3 separate regions of the Mus musculus genome follow, and all the other regions are linked to region 2. The links are chromatin contacts, called in public HiChIP or PLAC-seq and promoter capture Hi-C maps. All regions are on one chromosome and are shown on one strand. The core of a region is the stretch at or near the end of the contact, and the rest is flanking DNA. Distances in the headings are between cores, read along the strand shown. Region 1 holds the start of Pdk4 (pyruvate dehydrogenase kinase, isoenzyme 4). Region 2 has its middle 36 kb from the start of Gm33959. Region 3 holds the start of Calcr (calcitonin receptor).

Evidence for each region. Promoter capture Hi-C pulls out the DNA fragments that hold promoters and counts their contacts. HiChIP or PLAC-seq counts read pairs in DNA pulled down with a chosen protein or histone mark.
Region 1: an H3K27ac HiChIP or PLAC-seq map of embryonic stem cells shows a contact between it and region 2, with 4 times the contacts expected there. The contact joins the promoter of Pdk4 here to the enhancer-like site in region 2. A contact is called at or near these places in 10 of 39 promoter capture datasets (the 3T3-L1 cell line, 3T3-L1-derived adipocytes, the C10 cell line and 5 more), 1 of 15 datasets of contacts at CTCF or cohesin (the NIH/3T3 cell line), 5 of 115 datasets of contacts at active chromatin or transcription factors (the NIH/3T3 cell line, astrocytes, embryonic stem cells and 1 more) and 2 of 9 other capture datasets (embryonic stem cells and embryonic tail).
Region 3: a contact with region 2 is called in a promoter capture Hi-C map of embryonic stem cells, with 4 times the contacts expected there. The contact joins the promoter of Calcr here to the enhancer-like site in region 2. A contact is called at or near these places in 5 of 39 promoter capture datasets (the C10 cell line, embryonic stem cells, hippocampal neurons and 2 more), 1 of 15 datasets of contacts at CTCF or cohesin (the NIH/3T3 cell line), 1 of 484 Hi-C or Micro-C datasets (cranial neural crest) and 1 of 9 other capture datasets (embryonic stem cells).

The regions. Positions count from the first base shown.
Region 1 is chr6:5,494,765-5,497,712 of GRCm38.p6, forward strand. It overlaps Pdk4 (pyruvate dehydrogenase kinase, isoenzyme 4), which reads right to left and starts at 1,514. Exons shown (of 11, transcript NM_013743.2): 1 at 1,269-1,514; 2 at 126-267. The coding sequence starts at 1,398.
Region 2 is chr6:4,549,456-4,552,203 of GRCm38.p6, forward strand. No RefSeq gene overlaps it. Among named protein-coding and RNA genes, the nearest start is that of Gm33959, 36 kb to the right of the region's middle. Within about 2 kb of position 1,251, at least 24 of the 459 cell types and tissues checked have an H3K27ac peak or open chromatin away from gene starts, as enhancers often do. A contact at or near this core is called in embryonic stem cells and embryonic tail, where this site is marked.
Region 3 is chr6:3,762,104-3,765,190 of GRCm38.p6, forward strand. It overlaps Calcr (calcitonin receptor), which reads right to left and starts at 1,520. Exons shown (of 16, transcript NM_001377018.1): 1 at 1,488-1,520; 2 at 1,119-1,305. Gm33576 (a long non-coding RNA gene) reads left to right here and starts at 1,696. Exons shown (of 4, transcript XR_377297.1): 1 at 1,696-1,953.

The DNA of each region.
Region 1 (2,948 bases), core at 264-2,763, 950 kb after region 2:
CTTACAACTTTCAAAACTATTTTCTCTTAAGACCGCCTGTTATCCAAGCACGCTGTTAATATGGTCTAAGAAGTGGTGCTCAGGTAACTTTTAAAGCCAGAGACTTCAAAACCGTGTGTCCTCACCAGCTCTTCACCAGCTGCACCGAAGGAGTGTTCACTAAGCGGTCAGGCAGGATGTCAATCTCCTTCAGGATATTGGCCAGGCGGACGGGCAGCTCTTGCCGCAGAAAAGCAAAGGACGTTCTTTCACAGGCATTTTCTGAACCTGTAGTGGGTGAAGCGTGTTCAGTTTGGGGGAAAATTTGAGACTAAATAGCAAATACAAAGGATGTTGTAAAATAATATCTTAACTACAGTTAGCTTAGTGCTTATAGACACTTTAAAGCTAGATCTTTAGTGCCTTTTTCTTTCTGTCCAATTTCACCCCCTTTTCACTTTTTAAGAGTGACCAATATAGGTGAAATACTGTTTATTTTCTTTATGAAAAGAAAAAAATAAGCCCACGGTGGAGAAATCAGACCACTCTCCAGTTATTTCTATGCGTGAGTCCAGGGCCTGTACCACAAACTCAATAACACACCCTTAATGAGTATGAACCTGAAAGGGTCTGGGTAGAAGGAGACAGAGGCCTTTCCAGACTAGCAACAAACAATACCACATTGACATCTTGAAATGTTCCATATGCCACCGCGGAAGAAAAGGAGTAACTGTCTTTTTTTTTTTTTTTTTGTAGTAGTAGTAGTAATGTAAATACTTGTAAAACAATAAAGGAGAAATAGTAAAGATGCCTGCTAGGCATGCCAAGAGATCAGCGGGGTGTGTGTGGAGGCGGGGAGTATGAGTTTAAATCTGTATCTATCAATCTAAGGTAAGTTTGTGTTATTAGGAAATTGGGAAGAAAGGAGTTAGTTTAGCTTCTAGTCCATTATTAAAATGGTGGCTGAAAGGATATATATATATATATATATATATATATATATATATATATATATATATATATATACACACTCAAATGATCTAGACAGTGAGAAGAGAAAAGTAGATTCGAAGTTGAGCATCAGTATGGTTACAAGTGACTTAGCCTTTCTGGTACAAACTGTCAGAAAGTAACCAAACTAGGAAAACAGGTGCACAGCCTTTTGAGAATCCCGAGTTCTTCGGTCAAAGAGACCTCAGTCGTCCTAGCCCTGAACTCAGCCCTTCCCATCCTGGGGCCTCCCCAGCCTCAGCGCCACCCTCCTGGGCCCTGCGTCGCCCGCCTCTCACCAAAGTCCAGCAGCTGCTTCATGGACAGCGGGGACGGGCTGTAGCGGGAGAACAGCTCGACCTCCCTGGGGACCAGGCTGGCGCTGCTCAGCGAGCTGGCGCTGCGCATCACGAAGCGGGCTGCCTTCATCCTGACGCCCACCTAGGCTGGCGGTGGTTAGGATCCGTAGGGTTGGCGAGGGCTGCGGGTCAGGAGCGCGGTCGAGAGGGAGCAAGTGCGTTGTGGTCCCAGGGTCCCGGGTGCTCGAGCCTGGGTGAAGGGTTGACACTTGGGTCTTCCCACCACCCGATGTCTTGCCTTTTATCTACCTCCACGCCCTCTCCACAACTCCAGCCAGGAGGAGGCTCTGGGACTCTGAACTTGGGGCCACACCAATCAGCTCAGAGAAAGAACTTTGGGCTCCTCCCTTTGGCCGCGGTCACTAGAAAGGCCTGGCACAGTGATCCCGACACGGTTTCCATGGCCTGCAAGGGGCAAAGGGTGAGAGGGAGGAGGGTTGGGGTGGGATAGGGGGAGCAGCCACAGCAGGCATCCGGGATGACGTGGGCCCCCTTGGGATAGATCCCAGGTCGCTAGGACTTCAGGCCCGCCCAGACTTGTCCTTGTTTACAACTCCAGAGCCATCTCAATGTCACGCATTCCTAGCCAGAAACTGTTTCCAAGAATCTCACCGCGGAGCGTGCATTGGTGTTCGCTCAGAGCGGGACTTTTACAGTAGCCAATCATCTGCTTACTAAAGTATGGGCTTCTTTGCCATTGGACCTCGAAAGCAAGGACCACCCTACAGTTTTATCCACTTTCTTCTTAGCGAACAGCTCAAGTTTAGAAACTGCCTAAATAGGCTTATTATTAATGTGGTGGAAAATCCCAGTTCACTTCTCTCCTGTAACACTTTCTACCTGTTAATTAAATGCAAACTAAAGAGCGATTTGCTGAGGGTTTGGCTGGCCCTGTAGTCCCCCTTCCCTGTCATTCCCCTCTTTCTCTAAGGCCTTCTAGTTTGCTCTTGACCGCCCTCCACTCCCCAGTCTGCTCCAAAAGCTCTTTCTTCATTGCGGCTGCCCTCCTTCCAAAAAGCAGCCTTTGTCACTAGCAGGCACCAGTAGCATATTTTAGTTATTTGGGCTCTTTCATTTCCCAGAGGCTCAGTGCATCCTACCCTACTTTGTTACTGCCCAATATTGACCTCCCTAATGACTGCTGTTGAAACATGCTAGCGGGTCATAACACTCTCATCCTAACCTCTCTCGTCCTCCCGTTCACTCTAAATGGACTGTAGAATGAAGCCAGTGTTTAGGGACGCTGTAACGACTTGGTTGCAAATGCAATGTAATGGGAACTACTAATAGTAATAAACTGCAAGGGCAGTTTGTTATCCAAGGCACCCTTAGCCTTCGACCCTTGCATATGAGGAGACTGGGGTGTTATGAAAGTCATAGATGACGGTGGGTGCACTCTTTGCATTTTCCCCCATGAGAGCTCACCCAGTCACAGGACTGATGTCTGATTTCTGCCTCTAGTTCAAACTCTGCCCCAGATTCCAGTGCTCTGCTGTTTAGTGGACTTGTGCAGGCACAGGTCTAGCATCAAAGTTCCTCCTCTTAAACCTACCACCAATACTGGGGGTCTGCCTAATGTTGTGTCCACTTGTGTGACTTGCTTAGAAATAACACGTTGGC
Region 2 (2,748 bases), core at 1-2,500:
CTTCTCCCTTGTGAGAATTTAAGCCTGGGAGGAGAGAACAGTGGAGCTGTTGATGAGAAGGCAAACCAAAGGAGATAATCAACGATGACTATCAGCCCCACACCAAGCGTCCCTGGGCAGCACTAGGCTTGGTGGTGTTTCTTAAACTCAAATAATCATTTGGAATCTTCTCACCAGCGTCCCTTTGTGCTTAAGTGAGAAAAATTTCTTGATGTTGAACAAAACAAAAGTATCTTAAAATAGTCAGAATATAGACTACAAGAGAGTATCCAAGCAAGCAGAAACAAGAACCGACCTTTGAGATGGTTGCAAAGATAAAGCACCTGGGAAAAGAGCATTTGGGGGAATAATGGATGTTTGTCATTTGTTCATTTACTGAGAGCCAGGGAGGCACTGACGGCATTTGTCCCTCACTATCTGCTCAAAGATGTTTATATAATGATAGCAAACAGCCTTGAAAGACAGAGATAGTGTTTGTCTCCAGAGCAAAGAGCAAGTGCCTGTCCAGTATGTCAAAGATAATGTCTCTCTCCAGGACACATCACACAGGTTGGCTCACAGCACATTGTAAAAGACTTAGCTTCCAGATGAGGTATTACTCAACTGTGACACGTCCACTTGGGTTACTCAACCATGGTCCCTGTGGGACGTGAGGGGCAAAGAACCCTAAAGCAAGCATAAAGCTCACATTCCTTGCCTTCTTGAAATAAAGTCTTTCATCTATGTGACCCCAGGAGTCACATGTCTATGTCAGCATTTATTAAACGGTGGCAGGCCAATATCTTAGCGTCAGAAATCTAGAAAATGTTCAGGCCCTTCACGGTTTGTTACAAACATTGCAAATAATTCATCTCAGAATGAAGCCTCTTTTACTCTGTATTCCTGTCTTTCAAGTTGCCTAGCAACTCCCTGGTCACCATCGATCTAACAATCTGCAGTCACCATGCCATGTAGAAAAGTGTGACGCAACCATTTGCTTCTGGAGATTGCTTGAGTTCTCTTCTCTGCCTAACAACCACTGCAGACATTAGCGAGCTTGATAATTTTATGTTGAGCTATTGTTATTTGAGAGCAGTAGCCATGAAAACGACCGTACAGTGCCATGTTCATACAGTTACAGTAGCTGATATTCAAATCCATAGCCAACTTTTGTTTGTTCCATCTGTTTTATTGACTGGTAGATACCAGAGACCCACTTGGAGAAGTTCAAGCCAGGGAGCATGCATAGGGAAATGAGCTCAGGACATCCTGCTGTGATCAATTCCTTTGTTCAGGCCATAATGTAGCTCCAGGGAGCTCCCTAGCAGGAACTTGTGACTTTTCAGCCCTCTCTTCCACAAGCTCCACCTTTTATCTGGTTTGTCTTCCTCCTGTGTATTTGTTCTTCAAATTTGGCTATTATAAAATTTTATCCCTCTTCTAATTCTGTGAAAAGGATTCAGTCTCGCTCACACAGCCCCAGCAACCTCTAGATTGGTATCTTTTGAGTTAGACAGCCCTTCCTAAACATCCACAGATTACTAAACATGGCTACCTGGACAACGGAGGGCATAGTAAGGCAATCTTTAAGGAGATGAAGCTGTGGAAGCAACAGCACAAGTACCAGCTCGAGTACCAAAGCCTCTGTGTTCTAGGTAAAATAGAAACAGCCCCGAATTCAGATGTTCAATGTGAACACTCATGTGCCCTTCTCCCAATCTTCCCATTTCCTGTCTCTTCTGAAAAAAAAAATACATATTTGTCTCCACAAATGCGAAAATTCTGTCTTCTCATTAAATCTTAAAATACAAACAGGTCTTAGATGGACATTTTTAAAAAGTTTGGCAGTGAGGCAGATCCAAAGAACACGACACACCATAGGGAAGCAGAATGCTGAAATACAAAAGAAGAAAGGTACAACTACTTTAGTAAAGTCAGAGAATAAGCCGGGATATCGGAGAAAGCTTGTACTTCCAGCACCTCGTACACAGAGGCAGGAGGGTAGCAAGTTCAAGGTCAGCCATGGCTAAACTAAGGACATCGTCTCAAAAAAATTAAGATGAAAAGAAAACAGAGAGACAAGAAGAGAAGGATACAGGAAAAGACAGAGAAATGAAAGGAGGAAGAGTTAGTAAGGGGAGAAAGGAAGGGAAGAGATTAAAGGTCAGAAAGCCCAGAGAACAAAGATCCCATGGCTATACTTCTTTGTAAAAAATAAATAAATAAAAAAGTTCTGACAAGAATTTAGGCAAAAGGTGTCTTCATATACAATTACAGTAAGCATTAACGAGTTCAAATTTTTTGGAAAGAAACTACCAGTAAAGAGCTAAAAGCTTAAAAGTGATTATATTTCTAACACATTTTATTTCACACCCTACATGTTGGTAAGGGGCAAATCTTTGGTTTTTCAAAAGTGTTTTGCTCACAGAGCCTGTAAGACAGTCTTGGCATAAAGGAGTGTGACTCTAGCTTTCTCTCCACTGCTTGGTCCAGAGCAGCTTCCAGCTGAAGGCCAGAATGGCTTGTCCAGAGCATCCTATACCACAGCGGGCCAACCCCACTGTCCAGAACATCACACATCTGAAGGCAAGGGGTGCACATCACAGAAACACCACAGGAAGCCCAGGCAGCTGCTAGCTTTGGGAGGTGCCATGACTCTTGTCGGCACAAATCCGAGAGAGAGAACAAGAAAGAAAGGCCCAGCTCTCAAAAAAGAAAAAACAAAACAAAACAAAACAAAACAAAACGAACTCTGAGCTGTGACCACTA
Region 3 (3,087 bases), core at 270-2,769, 790 kb before region 2:
ATTATAGATGAAGTATATAGATTTACAATAGGTCATAGATTAACATACTATTAGATTAAAGGTATCATCAAGAACTCTTAGGTAGATTCCAGAGGCAAAGCTTGCAGAATAGGCGGCCATTCTAAGTGCACTTTTTTGATTTTTGACTTTGCACCATTTTAGACCTCAAGGTAAGTGACCTCTTGACCTCTTAATTAATTAATTAATTGACCCCTAATTTACTTTATCCACCCTGTCTTAGAAAGAGCAGTAAAACAAAGGAGGCTTATTAGGAAACTATGTAAACAACAGATTTTTCTTAATAGGTGTGAAGAATGGTTGCTATGCATAAATGATTGTTGGAAATTCTGTGTAGAACATGACCAAACAAGCAACAGCATTCACCACTGTATTCCAAGACCCAGCACAACGCTGCCTAGATGCCCACATTCTTTAATTGATACCTATTAAACATCTATTAGGAAAAGCCACGACCTTAAGCCTAGAAATTGCTATACTCAGCAGTACAGGAGGCTAAAACTTTTGAGAGAAAATTCATATGAGTAATATCATAAAACACCCACAGAACCAGAGAGCTCCACAACACAAAGGTATAAACTATCACATCTTCCAATGACACTTTTTTTTCTTAAGCCATGGTAAAATGAAGCAACCGAGACTAAGCCGACCCTACAAGAACACCTCTAAACATCACAGTCAAACTACAATTTTGCAATAAAAAAAATCCACAAAGTATCAGCCAGTCAAACTACAATTTTGCAATAAAAAATTCACAAAGTATCAACCAGTCAAATTACAATTTTGCAATTAAAAAAACCCACAATGTATCAACCAGTCAAACTACAATTTTGCAATAAAAAAAATCCACAAAGTATCAGCCAGTCAAACTACAATTTTGCAATAAAAAATTCACAAAGTATCAACCAGTCAAGTCACAATTTTGCAATTAAAAAAATCCACAATGTATCAACCAGTCAAACTACAATTTTGCAATATAAAAAAAAATCCACAAAGTATCATTCTCACTATCATCTTTCCTGGGACACTCCACATCTTTAATTCCAATCATTCCCTCCAAAAAAGAAAAAAGAAAGGGGGAAAAAACCCCTTCTTCTTACCAGGAATTCTCTTGCTGGATGTCTGGGCACAGCTCAGGTGTTCTCAGGAACGCAGACTTCACTGGGCATCTGCAGGCAGGGGATGCCAACGGCAGGGTGAGGCGCAGAAGTAAGCACCTCTCCAACCAAGAGTTGTCTGCAAGCCAGCCAGGTGCAGTCCGCCCAGAGTCTTGGGCGGCTGGCTCTCCTAGTTTAAAGTGAGAGCAAACTGAATTAGTCCTAAGCACTCCTTCTTGTCCACCTTCCAATTTCCAGACCTTTAAGCCTCCTTTATGGGGTAGGTTTAAAGCCCAAGACTGCAAAGCAAAATAGGCTCCAGGCAAGGTCCTTTTCCCGGTTGCTCTGCTCCCCAAAGCGCGGGAGCCTCACCTTAGCAGTGCCTGCCGCTGCTCGCTCCGAGATGAAGCTGTGCGCAAACTTCTCCGACTTAAGTCCTTTTCGGTGCGCGCGTCACCCGCTCCCTCCTCCCTACGCGCTGCGGCCAAGGGGGGTGGTGGGGGGAGCGGACGATCTCAGAGCCGGCCCCGCCCGGACCCTCCCTGCGCGTCAGCCCCTTCAGCCCTCGGAGGGAGGGGCTAGCAGCCGCTCCGTGCTCCTCCGGACCCCAAGCCCCAGCGGGAGAGGGTCTGCACTCGCTGCCGCTGCTCCACACCCCAAGAGTCCCCACACCCCAGCGCTCGGAGCTCCAGGAAGCGGGAGAGGGTCCCCAGTTAGACCTTGAGTAGGGAGGGAGTTGGGTGGTCGACAGATTGGGCTCAGTGATCGTAACCCGTCCCTGGAGGCAGCTTTCTGAGAGTCCAACCCCTTCCCTGGAGGATGAAAATTCCGTAGGGAGGTGAGTTTCCCAAAGAACCCTACCCCAAAGAGAGTGGTCCCTGGCTCCAAACGTGGTCACTCAGGTGACCGCACCAGGGACCCGATGGAGAGTGGAATCTGTAGTGGGGCGCGGCAGTAAAATTAGGGTGGGAGCGTGAGAAAACAGCTGACCAAGACCTGGAGTGCTGAGTAAGGACCCCGGAGGCAGAGGGTAAGAAAAACCAGAGGGTCCAGCAAGCCCTGGACCCCTTTGGATTTGGGCAGGTGCAACCTAAGGTGCAGGTTGGATTTGGGGGGACATTGCCCTCCACAAAAGAGGTTGTTGCTGGTTTATTATCTTAGGGTGAATGACCGAAGTGAGCACAGCTAGAAAAGAGTAGTCTGAGGTACCTACCTGACTTGGTGTTGAGGACAATTCCCCTTCTCCACTGAAAGCCAGCAGGAGCCCGGGACAATCTGATTCCAGGCGGGCGCAGTCTGGGCTGGCAGGCGCACCCTGGGAGGAAAGCAAGTTGCTTCCAAGGACGGGCTATCCTCCACCTCCTATCCGGAGCTGGGTGCAGCCAGGCATCAGCGGGCACTTCTTTTCCTGACTGTTCAAGCAAAAGCCAGGAAAAGCAGTTACCTGTGTATCCCGGGAATGCAAAGTGGCTGTAGCCCTCGAGGTGACTAACACACCAGAAAAAAAAAGTAGTAATAATAGAATGGGGAAGCGTCAGAGAGCAAGACAAAATACTTTCCTAGGCACTCAGAGGTTGAGTTTGGGTAGTTCTGGGTGACAGATTCAGGTGTCTTGTGAAAGGGGCTGCAGTTCTCCTTGTTCATCCATCCTTGGATCCCTTGCCCCTGAAGTCAGTGACTTCAGGCAAAGGTGTATGTGCTTCTGTCCTAATTTGAACCCCTACTCGACTCTTCCATGCAGAGAGACTATAGGGGCCCCTAATCTGTTTAGTTTGGGGCTTTTATTGCCCCAGTGGAAGACAAGTCAGCTGTACGATTTCCATGGGGGTCTTAATAGGTCTTAATAGGTCTTAATAGGCCCCCTACTCCATTTGCTCTCTGCCTTTCCCTCTCACCTTCAACCGGGTGACCAAGAGGGCCGAGTGAGACTCATACAATCAAACCTAAAGCACTACTCCACTGCAGGGGAAGA